Regions from separate parts of the Oryctolagus cuniculus genome. Here region 1 is linked to region 2. The links are chromatin contacts, called in public Hi-C maps. All regions are on one chromosome and are shown on one strand. The core of a region is the stretch at or near the end of the contact, and the rest is flanking DNA. Distances in the headings are between cores, read along the strand shown.

The links. Hi-C and Micro-C count contacts between places; a contact is called where the count stands out from the background.
Region 1: a Hi-C map of an unstated tissue shows a contact between it and region 2, with 4 times the contacts expected there. The contact joins the promoter of CDKL4 here to the enhancer-like site in region 2. A contact is called at or near these places in 2 of 6 Hi-C or Micro-C datasets (liver and an unstated tissue).

What each region holds. Positions count from the first base shown.
Region 1 is chr2:163,634,167-163,639,176 of mOryCun1.1, reverse strand. It overlaps CDKL4 (cyclin dependent kinase like 4), which reads right to left and starts at 2,799. Exons shown (of 12, transcript XM_070069210.1): 1 at 1,473-2,799.
Region 2 is chr2:163,300,395-163,305,142 of mOryCun1.1, reverse strand. The region is part of intron 5 of LOC103347699 (a long non-coding RNA gene); the gene reads left to right. Among named protein-coding and RNA genes, the nearest start is that of MAP4K3, 110 kb to the left of the region's middle. Within about 2 kb of position 2,087, at least 2 of the 8 cell types and tissues checked have an H3K27ac peak or open chromatin away from gene starts, as enhancers often do.

The DNA of each region.
Region 1 (5,010 bases), core at 1,550-4,049, 330 kb before region 2:
AAATCGATATAAAGCTATTGTAAAGCATTTCAACTCATTTTGCTTCTTTATACCTACTTTCACTAAACCAAAACCATCTTTCTCAAACATCAACACAATTGGATATTGTCCTTTCTCAAAAACGTCTTAGGCCTCAAATGCCACTGAATGAAGTTCACGTATATCTTTATTTCTTGACCCTCAACTTATTTTTCCAACCTTGCTTCTCAGATTCCTCCCCCAAACACTTTCAAGTCTCTAAGTCTGGAATGTCTGACCTTGAATTCTCTTTTTTTATAGCTCAACTCAACACAAAATGTCTTTTTTTTCCCTCTGAGTCTTCCCCAGTCCCCAAAGCCATGTCCTTTCTCTGCCAGTGGGCTGTGTTAACAACTTCCCCTACCCTTTTGTTTCTATGTTGTTTATCACACCTGGCTGCCATTGTGAGCCCACTGTCTGGTACCTGCACTTCTGCTGATGTTCTTTTATTTTCTAAGCTTCCCACTGATGTAAAATGACTTTTTAAAGCAAAGGCATTAAGTACATTTTGTGTAGTACTTGGCCATAGGAGGCATATAAAACAGGACTGGGGCAGGGGATAAAGAGGAAACCGCGGATATGGCTATGGGCAGGGGTGCAACCGGTAGAAATATTTCTCAGGTGTCAGTGGCGTCCACATTGCGGCCATCTGCCTGTTGGCTACAGGGCCTCTCAACTCAAGAATGTTACAAAATATTCGATTCTCAACAAAATTCTATAAAAAAAGCAAAGTCAGGCATAGTGACTACAGAAAGACACTTGAATGGATCATTAAATTCCTTGGGGAATTTTCTATTTAATTTTCTTAGTCACAAGGATTTGCAATACGATGCACACAGAAACAGAACACTCCAAGGGATGGATTGTTTTCCATGACTGTATCACAAATCAAGTCCCCGGGGCTCACATAAGCCTAAGGAATAGAGCAAGAAAGAAAAACAAATGGGGAGAAGCCGGGCGCGGGACAGACAGCGAAAAACCCACTGATTTCTTCATCCATTAGATTCTAGGAATGAGGGGAAAAGGGAGATTTTCAAGACCAGGCCCGATCCGTCTGGGATTCGACAGGCCAAAACTTACAGCCTGCTACGCTGTTCGGTTTCCAAGGAAACCTAACGCATTTATATTTAATAAAAACTGGTCAGGAAGACGGGTTGTTAAAGCAATCTGATCTGAGTTAAACACAAAATACTGAATTCCCAAGGTAAACGCACCCCTTCCCACACGTGGGCGACCCGGGCTGCCCACTCGGCCGCCTCCGCGGCCGCCCTGCTCCCGTGGAACCCGCCGCCCCGGCCCCTCCGGCCCCTCCGGCCCCTCGCCTCCTCCCCTTCCCCCTTCTGGGCGCTCCTCTTCTCTCGGGGGCTACTCGGGTTCCCTCAGCCGGGAGCCTCCACCCCACGCCGACCCCTCCGGCCCCACCGCCAGCCGCGGCGGCCGGAACCCGCACTTACGGCGCGGGCAGGGGCGACGCGGTCTCCAGCAGCCCGAGCAGCCGCAGCCCGCGCGGGTCGCTGTGAGCAGGCGGCCGGCGGCGCAGCAACTCCCCAGCGAGCCGAGCCGCCGCGGCGTCTCCGGGGCAACCGGGACGCTCGGGCCCCGCGGGGCGGCGGCTTCCGGAGCGGGTTCCCCGGGGCCGAGGCGAGCTCAGCACCAGGGTGGGCGAGCGCTCCGCAGAGCCCGAGGTCAGGGTGAGGGCTCGGCAGGGGTGCGCGAGGGCGGCGCACCGGAAACTTTGATTCCTTTCTCCTGAACGCCGCGGGCAACAAGAGCGCGGGGATGAAGCCCAGACAGGCTAGACAGACACTGTTTCGTCGGCTTCTCCGTGAGGGCAGAGGCCCTCTTGGGATCGCCATAGTGTCCCAGTAGCCTTTCCGTGACAAGCAGTGAGCTTTTCAGCTGTGGCCCACTGATGTCGCTTTCATTCATCAGCAAGCATCGCACTCTAGGAGTGACTCAGAATAGGGCACAGGTTTGCCACTCAGTAGGGAAGAAACTCAAGCGAACAACTAATGTTGAGTGCTATATGGAGATAGTTATTACCCTCAGGAAGGAGAACTTTGCCAAAGCTAACCTACCTTTTTTGTCCCTAGTGCTAATTTAAAAACGCAGAATGTATGGTAACCAGCCCTCGCACACTTTAGTTTCAGCACGAGTAAAAAGCTCCCCACATTGGTCAGACCTAGGATGTCCTTAATGCTTGCTCTTCCTCCCTCAGCTGTCTTCCCTTTTTCTTATCCATATTAATTCTCCATTTCCTTAGAACTATGTTCAGATCTCCTCCCATGTTTAGCAAAAAATCAGACTAGAAACAATCATTTCTTTTGAGACCAAACATTTCCACTGAACTCCAATCTACGCATCAGCTTACACCTACCCATTTCTTTGACTTCTGCCTTCATTAGGCCACAGAAAAGCTTCCCGTTCAGTATACAACCAGTCAGCTTATGAAGAGACCTACTCGTCATTTTTCATCCCCAGGGTTGTACCTGACCTCTGCAGTTTCCGAGGCTGCCGACTTCCAGCCACTTTGCTCATAAGGAGGCTCTTACATTCGGGCCCATCTTTGCACTCGAGCTTCATGCCATTTCTAAGCCATGCTGCATTCCAGGGCACTCTTTCTTGGACATGTGTTAGTTTGCATATGCTTTTGTTTAGGCTACAGCCTTCTATCTGCCTGTGGTAAATACGTTTTCTTCTATCAACAACCTGGTTTATACATCTTTCCACATAAAGACTTTGATTTTCCAAAGCAGAATTACTCACAGCCTTTAGATCACTTTCTAATACTACTCACTGCCATTTACCTTTATTCATCCAAGTGTGCTCCCTGGATAAATACTGGCTGGGAATTATGCCTTTTCCTTCTTTTCTCCAGTGCCAGGAAAGTGCCCGAATACACTGTAAACAACCAATACATGTTGGTTAAGTACCTGTCTCCTAAAAGTTAAAAAAAAAGTGTTGTGATGAATTTCAACTAGACTAATTTAATAAGCATTGTCAATTTAATTTTATGTAAATCTTTTTGTCCTTATACAAAACACTGAATAAGAAAATGCTTTTGGGTAGGGTCAAAAATATTAAGACAGTAAATTAATATTTCTCGTTGCAAGGAAACGGTGAAAATTAAACTTGAAATTCAAACCCTGGAGTGTCTTCAGAGGGAAAAATGCTTGCATGTATTTTAATGGGGAGAGAATATACTGCATGCATTTTAAGTAACAGTCTAGCATAGTAGTTAATGCAATATACTTTGATTCCAAGCGCCTGGGTTCAAATCTTGGCTCTACTACTTACCAGCTACAGTCTTGGGCCTCAGCCTCTTCATCTGTAAAATGGAGTTAATACCCACCTCACCAGCTGTTCTGGGGCTTGCGTAGGGCTACTTAAGCATGCAGCAGTGTACCTGGCACACAGATACATGCAGTGAACACTCATCATTACACACCAAAGGATATTCTTAGTGTTTACTCACTTTTCACAGTACGTATTTCCACCTTTTTGCCAATAGAGGTGAAGCCTGACTTAGTCTGTCCTCTACTTCTTGGTCTCTACTGAAATCAGAGACCTACTTGCAAGATGAATGATGCCAATGGCCTACAAACAATTGATATTATGCTTCTCAAAACCAATGTCTATGCAATTAGCTAATGAGATGTAGCCTGCATTTCAATGAAGATGAGAGACTGTTCCCAATATTTGAGTGGCTCTCTTCCTTTTTAGCACATAAAGATCAACAGACAAAAGTTCTTGGATGGAGCCTGGAAATTTGCATATTTAATTGGCATCAAAGAAGATTCTAAGTAGGTGATACTTGGACCACACCCAGAAACATTGATTTAAATTTAATCCCACTGGTGGTTTTCACACCGGAATGCACATACAACTTTATAAAAAGAGGTTACTGTGCTTCAATCTCAAAGATTATGACTCTAAGGATATTTTTAAAAGCTCATGGGTAGTACATAACCAGCTGGATACTTTATTTTCTGAAAATATTTTGAACTGCTTGACAGTTAAATGCAAAGCTTAATTTTTTTGAGATTTGACCCTTTATTTACATGCCTTAGAAACCAGCAAAAAAAAGTAGGCCAGAAATAGGATCGACAACCTTGTCAATAAATGCCAAGAACAGAATCCTGATTACTTGAAAGCCTTTCTGTGTTTTGCATCAAAGTGATAACATTATACTAGTAAAGCTGTTTTAAAGCACAGCCATCAGTTATTAATGCTGATTATTCACAATGTACTTAATTGCAATGATTATTAACATCTACACAATTTTAGACATGGAAACTGCTCTACAGTAAAGCAAATTATCCGAGGTCAAAGTGATAGTGTCATAAGTAGTAATAGAAATGTTTCTTTTGGCCTCTAATCCAGTTCTTGCCACTTAATTTTTCCATTTCTTACCTCCATAACTGCATTCCATAACCTCTCCCTTTCCAGGCTGTTGGCACATTTTTTCTCTAAAGCGTCAGTAAACATCTAGGCTTTGAGTGCCATACTTTTTATAAACCATTCAACTAGGCCAGCGCCACGGCTCACTAGGCTAATCCTCCGCCTAGTGGCGCCGGCACACCGGGTTCTAGTCCCAGTCGGGGCGCCAGATTCTGTCCCGGTTGCCCCTCTTCCAGGCCAGCTCTCTGCTGTGGCCAGGGAGTGCAGTGGAGGATGGCCCAAGTGCTTGGGCCCTGCACCCCATGGGAGACCAGGAAAAGCACCTGGCTCCTGGCTCCTGGCATCGGATCAGCACGGTACGCCGGCCACTGAGCGCCAGCCATGGCGGCCATTGGAGGGTGAACCAACAGCAAAGGAAGACCTTTCTCTCTGTCTCTCTCTCTCACTGTCCACTCTGCCTGTCAAAAAAACAAAACAAAACAAAAAAACAAAAAAAAAAAACCACTCAACTGTAACACTGTAGCACAAAAACAGCCACAGACAAACAATATGTAAATGAGTATTTTTGGTGTTGTGATTCAATAAAACTTA
Region 2 (4,748 bases), core at 838-3,337:
GTGTACATTATGTTTCTTTGTCCTTTGAAGAAGTAGATCCTTTGGGAAACTCCACTCTCCTCTCTTCTCCTCTCCCTTCCCTTCCCCCACTCCCCTCTCTTCCTCTCCCTCCTCTCCCCTCCCCTCCCCTCCTCTCTTTTCTTTCTTTGTTGTTAAGACTTATTTTTATGGGGCCAGCATTGTATAATGGATAAAGCCACCACCTGTGATGCTGGCATCCCATATGGGTGTTCCTTCATGTCCCAGCTGCTCTACTTCTGATCCTATTCCCTGCTAATGGCTTGGGAAAAGCAGCAGGCAATGGCTCAGGTGTTTGGACCGCTGCCACCCACATGGAAGACCTAAATGAAGCTCCTGGCCTTGACCTAGCCCAGCTCTGGCCATTATGGCCACCTGGGGAGTGAATCAGCAGATGGAAGACTTCTCTCCCCCACCCCCGTGTAACTCTGACTTTCGATTTTTTTTTTAAATTTTGATTTAATTTGTTTAATTTTTATTTGTTTGAAAGGCAGAGTAACAGATGGAATAGGAGGAAGGGAGGGAGGGATGAAGGGAGGGAGAGAGGGAGAGAGAGAGATGGATCTTTCATCCTCTGGTTTACTTCCCAAATGACTACAATGGTCAGAACTAGGCCAGGCTGAAGCCAGGAGCCAAGAACAATATCCTGGTCTCCCAGGTGGGTGCAGGGGCCCAAGCTCTTGGGCAATATTCTATTGCCTTTCAGGCACATTAGCAGGGAGCTGGATTGGAAGCAGAGCAGCAGGGACTCAAACCTGATATGGAATGCTGGTATCATAAGTGGTGGCTTAATCTGCTGCACATAACACCAAACCTAGACTTGCTGTTTGTTAAGAGCAAATTGTTTTGAGATATCTTTTATGAGTTTGGTGGTCAGTTTCCAGCATTGTACTTATGCTTTTCATATCACCTCTTTCCAAAGCTGGGGAAAAAATACCAGAGCAAGAAAAATTCATTGGCATTCAGAATATAAAAGATGGATAGTGAAATATTCTTATAGAGAGAATTACATTTAGAGTAAGGTGATAAGGAAACAGTTGACCCTAAGGGTCCTTAGTGGCAAGAAGGGACTGAATATGGAGTTGAGAAAGGGTGCTAAGGCTTGAATATTAGTTTGAGTGTTGAATGTCTCTCAGAGGCTTATGTGTTAAAGGGTTGGTTTCAGAGGGGTGGCAGAGGAGGAACCTGGGAGGAAGTGGAGCCTAGTGGGAAGTCCTTACATCAAGGTGTGTCCTCATAAGGTAGTTCTCATGACAGTGTTGTTGTAAGAGCCTGAGTTTGGGCCCAGTCACTGCCTCTACTTCCTGGCTCACCATGTGATCTTTCTTCCATTTGTCGTTGCTGTTGGCTACTCTTATCAGAGACTTGAACCTCCAAAACTGCGAGCTAAGGAAAAAGTGTCTCTCTTTAAACTTATTTGCCTAGATATTTTCCTTTAGTAGTAAAAACAGAAAACAAACAACAACAACAACAAAACCTAACAATAAAAATCAAGAGGGGGGTATTTTTTGAGAATCTTACTCAGTGGCTTGCTCTGTTTCTGCCAGTTGGGAAATAGGATGTGTTTTAAAGGTAGGGATTTGGAGTAGGTGTTGTTGGATTAAGAAAGAATAATATATTAGATCCCTGGTAAGTACTCAGCAGTTCCTCCCTCAGCAGATGACATTTCTCTGTTTTGGTTTTGTGGAGCCATGACCACAAATATTTGTCTGGAACACAACTTAGAAAAAAAGGAAGATTGAGAAGATAACAATACAAATCCTTCCAGCAATTTGTTGACTGAGGATGTATGAAGATGCTCAGGGAACTGTCATGCCATCCACAAAACACCTATCTCACCCTGGCTCTGGCAGGCCAGGTTAGCCTGGGGCCAAACATAAAGGCCACTGAAGAGGTGAAATAACCAGCCTGGTACTCTCAGCAAAGTGGCAAAGCAGATTTCTCTTTTCCTGGATAGAGGCTCAGATCCAATCACCATCGAGTGTGATGAGGATTAAATGAGACAATGTCTGCCAGAGCCACCTACACAGAGCCTCACAACCAGCAGATGCTTAAAATAAAGATTTCTTTCCCTCCTAAAACTTCACAAGGGCTTGGAGTGGGTGCCTATAGATTCTGTGTCTTGGATAATGGCTTTGTGTCATGCAGGTATTTTACACATTTGGAGTCATTGGAATCTTGGATTCAGAGATGCTCCAAGTTCTTCATTTCTGTTTGAGATAAGCCATAGCTATGTATGCAACTCAATTTCCTCATTTTTAAAATAGCTTAGTGCTAGGAAATAATTTTGTGATTCAAATGAAGAAACACAGACCATATCACTTCCTTAGAAAATAATTTTAGGGGCCGATGCTGTGGCGCAGTGGGTTAAAGCCCTGGCCTGAAGCGCCAGCATCCCATATGGGTGCCGGTTCGAGACCCGGCTGTTCACTTCCGATCCAGCTTTCTGTTATGGCCTGGGAAAGCAGTGGAGGATGGCCCAAGTCCTGGACCCCTGCACCCATGTGGGAGACCTGAAAGAAACTCCTAGCTCCTGGCTTTGGATCGGCGCAGCTCTGGTCGTTGCGGCCAGTTGGGGAGTGAACCATTGAATGGAAGACCTCTCTTTCTCTCTCTGCCTCTACTCTCTTTGTGTAACTCTGACTTTCAAATTTAAAAAAAAAAAAGGTGGTAGAGGAGGAAGGAGGAAGGAAAAGGAAGAAGGAAGAAGAGAACTCCCATCTGCTCATTCACTTCCCAGATCCTCACAATGGCTGGGGATTGGACCAGGGCTTAAATCAAAAGCCATAAACCTAATTCAGGTCTCCCACATGAGTGACAGTCGCCCAATTACTTGAGCAATCACTGCCACCTCTCAGGATCTGCATTAGCCCAAGCTGGGTATTGTACCTAGGCACTCTGGTATGGGATGTGGATGTCTCAACTAGTATCTTAACTACCAGGCCAAGTGCCTATCTCTGTAAGAGGCTTTGGCTTCCAACTGTTTCACTCCCTAGTAGCAACTTAATAATATCAACAGATTTTTTTCACTATTGTGACCACCTTGTAACCAGGCAGTTCTACCTACCTCATGTTCCTAGCCATCTATCCTTTTCAGTACCATATCCATCTACTGTGTGCTGCGCACTCTTTCATTATGCTTTCATAGTCAATCTCTACTTCTCACCTGGATTCTTTTTGCCAGTGTGAAAGCATGCACAAGTATCCCACTTGTGGTGGGGTAAAGTCAGTGGAGACAACTCTTCAACCCTACATTCCCCCAAAGTTTTCACATTCTCTTCTTTCCTTTACAGAGGCATATAGAAAGAATATATATACTTGCTTATCTCTGTTCACTTCCCTGTGTCAGGCCAATGTCAGGCTGAATTCTGTCTCATCAGCCCAACAAAGCAGCCTGTGTCTAGGTCATTCACTTTCCTTGACCTCTTGATAGTGGTCTACACTGTTGACCATACCTCCTCCTGGACCACTGTCTTTTCTTGGCATTGATAATAGCAGGCTCTTTTGATTGTCTTCATCTTCTCTGACTGTTCATTTTCTGTCCCTTTTGCAACCTTTTCCTATTTTTCCAGGTCAATAAATATTAAAATACTCAAGGCTCAGTCCTAGACATTTTTTTCCTTCTTATTCCATGCTTTATTAAAGGCATAAAATGTTTTCCCATCCAGGTCTTTCCTCTAAGCTCTAGATCTACATATCTAATTTCCTGCTTAACATCTCCATGTGTTAGTTTCACAGGCATCTAAGTCATGACCCACCCCAAACCAACTCTTCATTCTCCTCCCCTGCTGCTTCCCCAAATAATTTCATGTTCCCTATCTCACTGGAGGGCATCATTCACCATTGCTATGTAGACTAAAACTTGGAGTTTCATGACCCTTCCCTCTACCTTATCCTTTACATATGATTTTGCCCTCTCAAACTCTACTGAGTCCATACTCTTACCCCTACTTCCACTTTCATTATCCTGATAATCTCTTCCTTGTTGCTTATAAAATCTCCTTATTGAGCTATCTACAATTCTTTGGACCCCTACTTTCCATAATGTCTCCAGAGTAATTTCTTCCTTCTCCATGTCTTCTACCCCACCCCACACACACCATGTTCAAATGTTTGAATGGCTTCCCATTATGGGGTGCAATATTCCTTAACATGACCACAAGTCCTGCACCTATCCAACTTTATATGTACTCTTACTCAGCCTTGCTCTCTTCACTCCAATCACTTTGGCCTTCTTGCTGTTCCTTTCATTTCCCACACCTCCTTCACCGATTGTGCTTTGCCCAGGATGTGCTTTCCCCTCTGCATTTGTAACTTACGCCTTTTCTTCAAATCTCAGCTCAGTCATGGCTTCAAGTCTGACTTCTTTGACCTCTTTGATCAGGGCAAGTCTCTACTGTGTGACCCTGTGTCCTTCTCCTTCATGAGTACAACTATCAGGTTATATTTGTTAGTAGGATTATTTGGCTAATATGTATTTCTCACTCACTGTAGACTCCCTTAGTGTAAGAACTGTGCCTGGTTTTCTGTACTTAGATCCAGTATAAGGCCTAGTACCTATTAGATGTTCAGTAAATGTATTTGTTGAATGCATGAATGAATGAAGACAGACTTTGGTTTTCTATTATTTCTTTGTCTCCTTCTTCTTCTGGCTGCTGCACCCATCCGCTACCCTTTGTCTTGGCATCTAGACTTCAGATGGTGGATTTGATTTATATATCCAGTGTGAC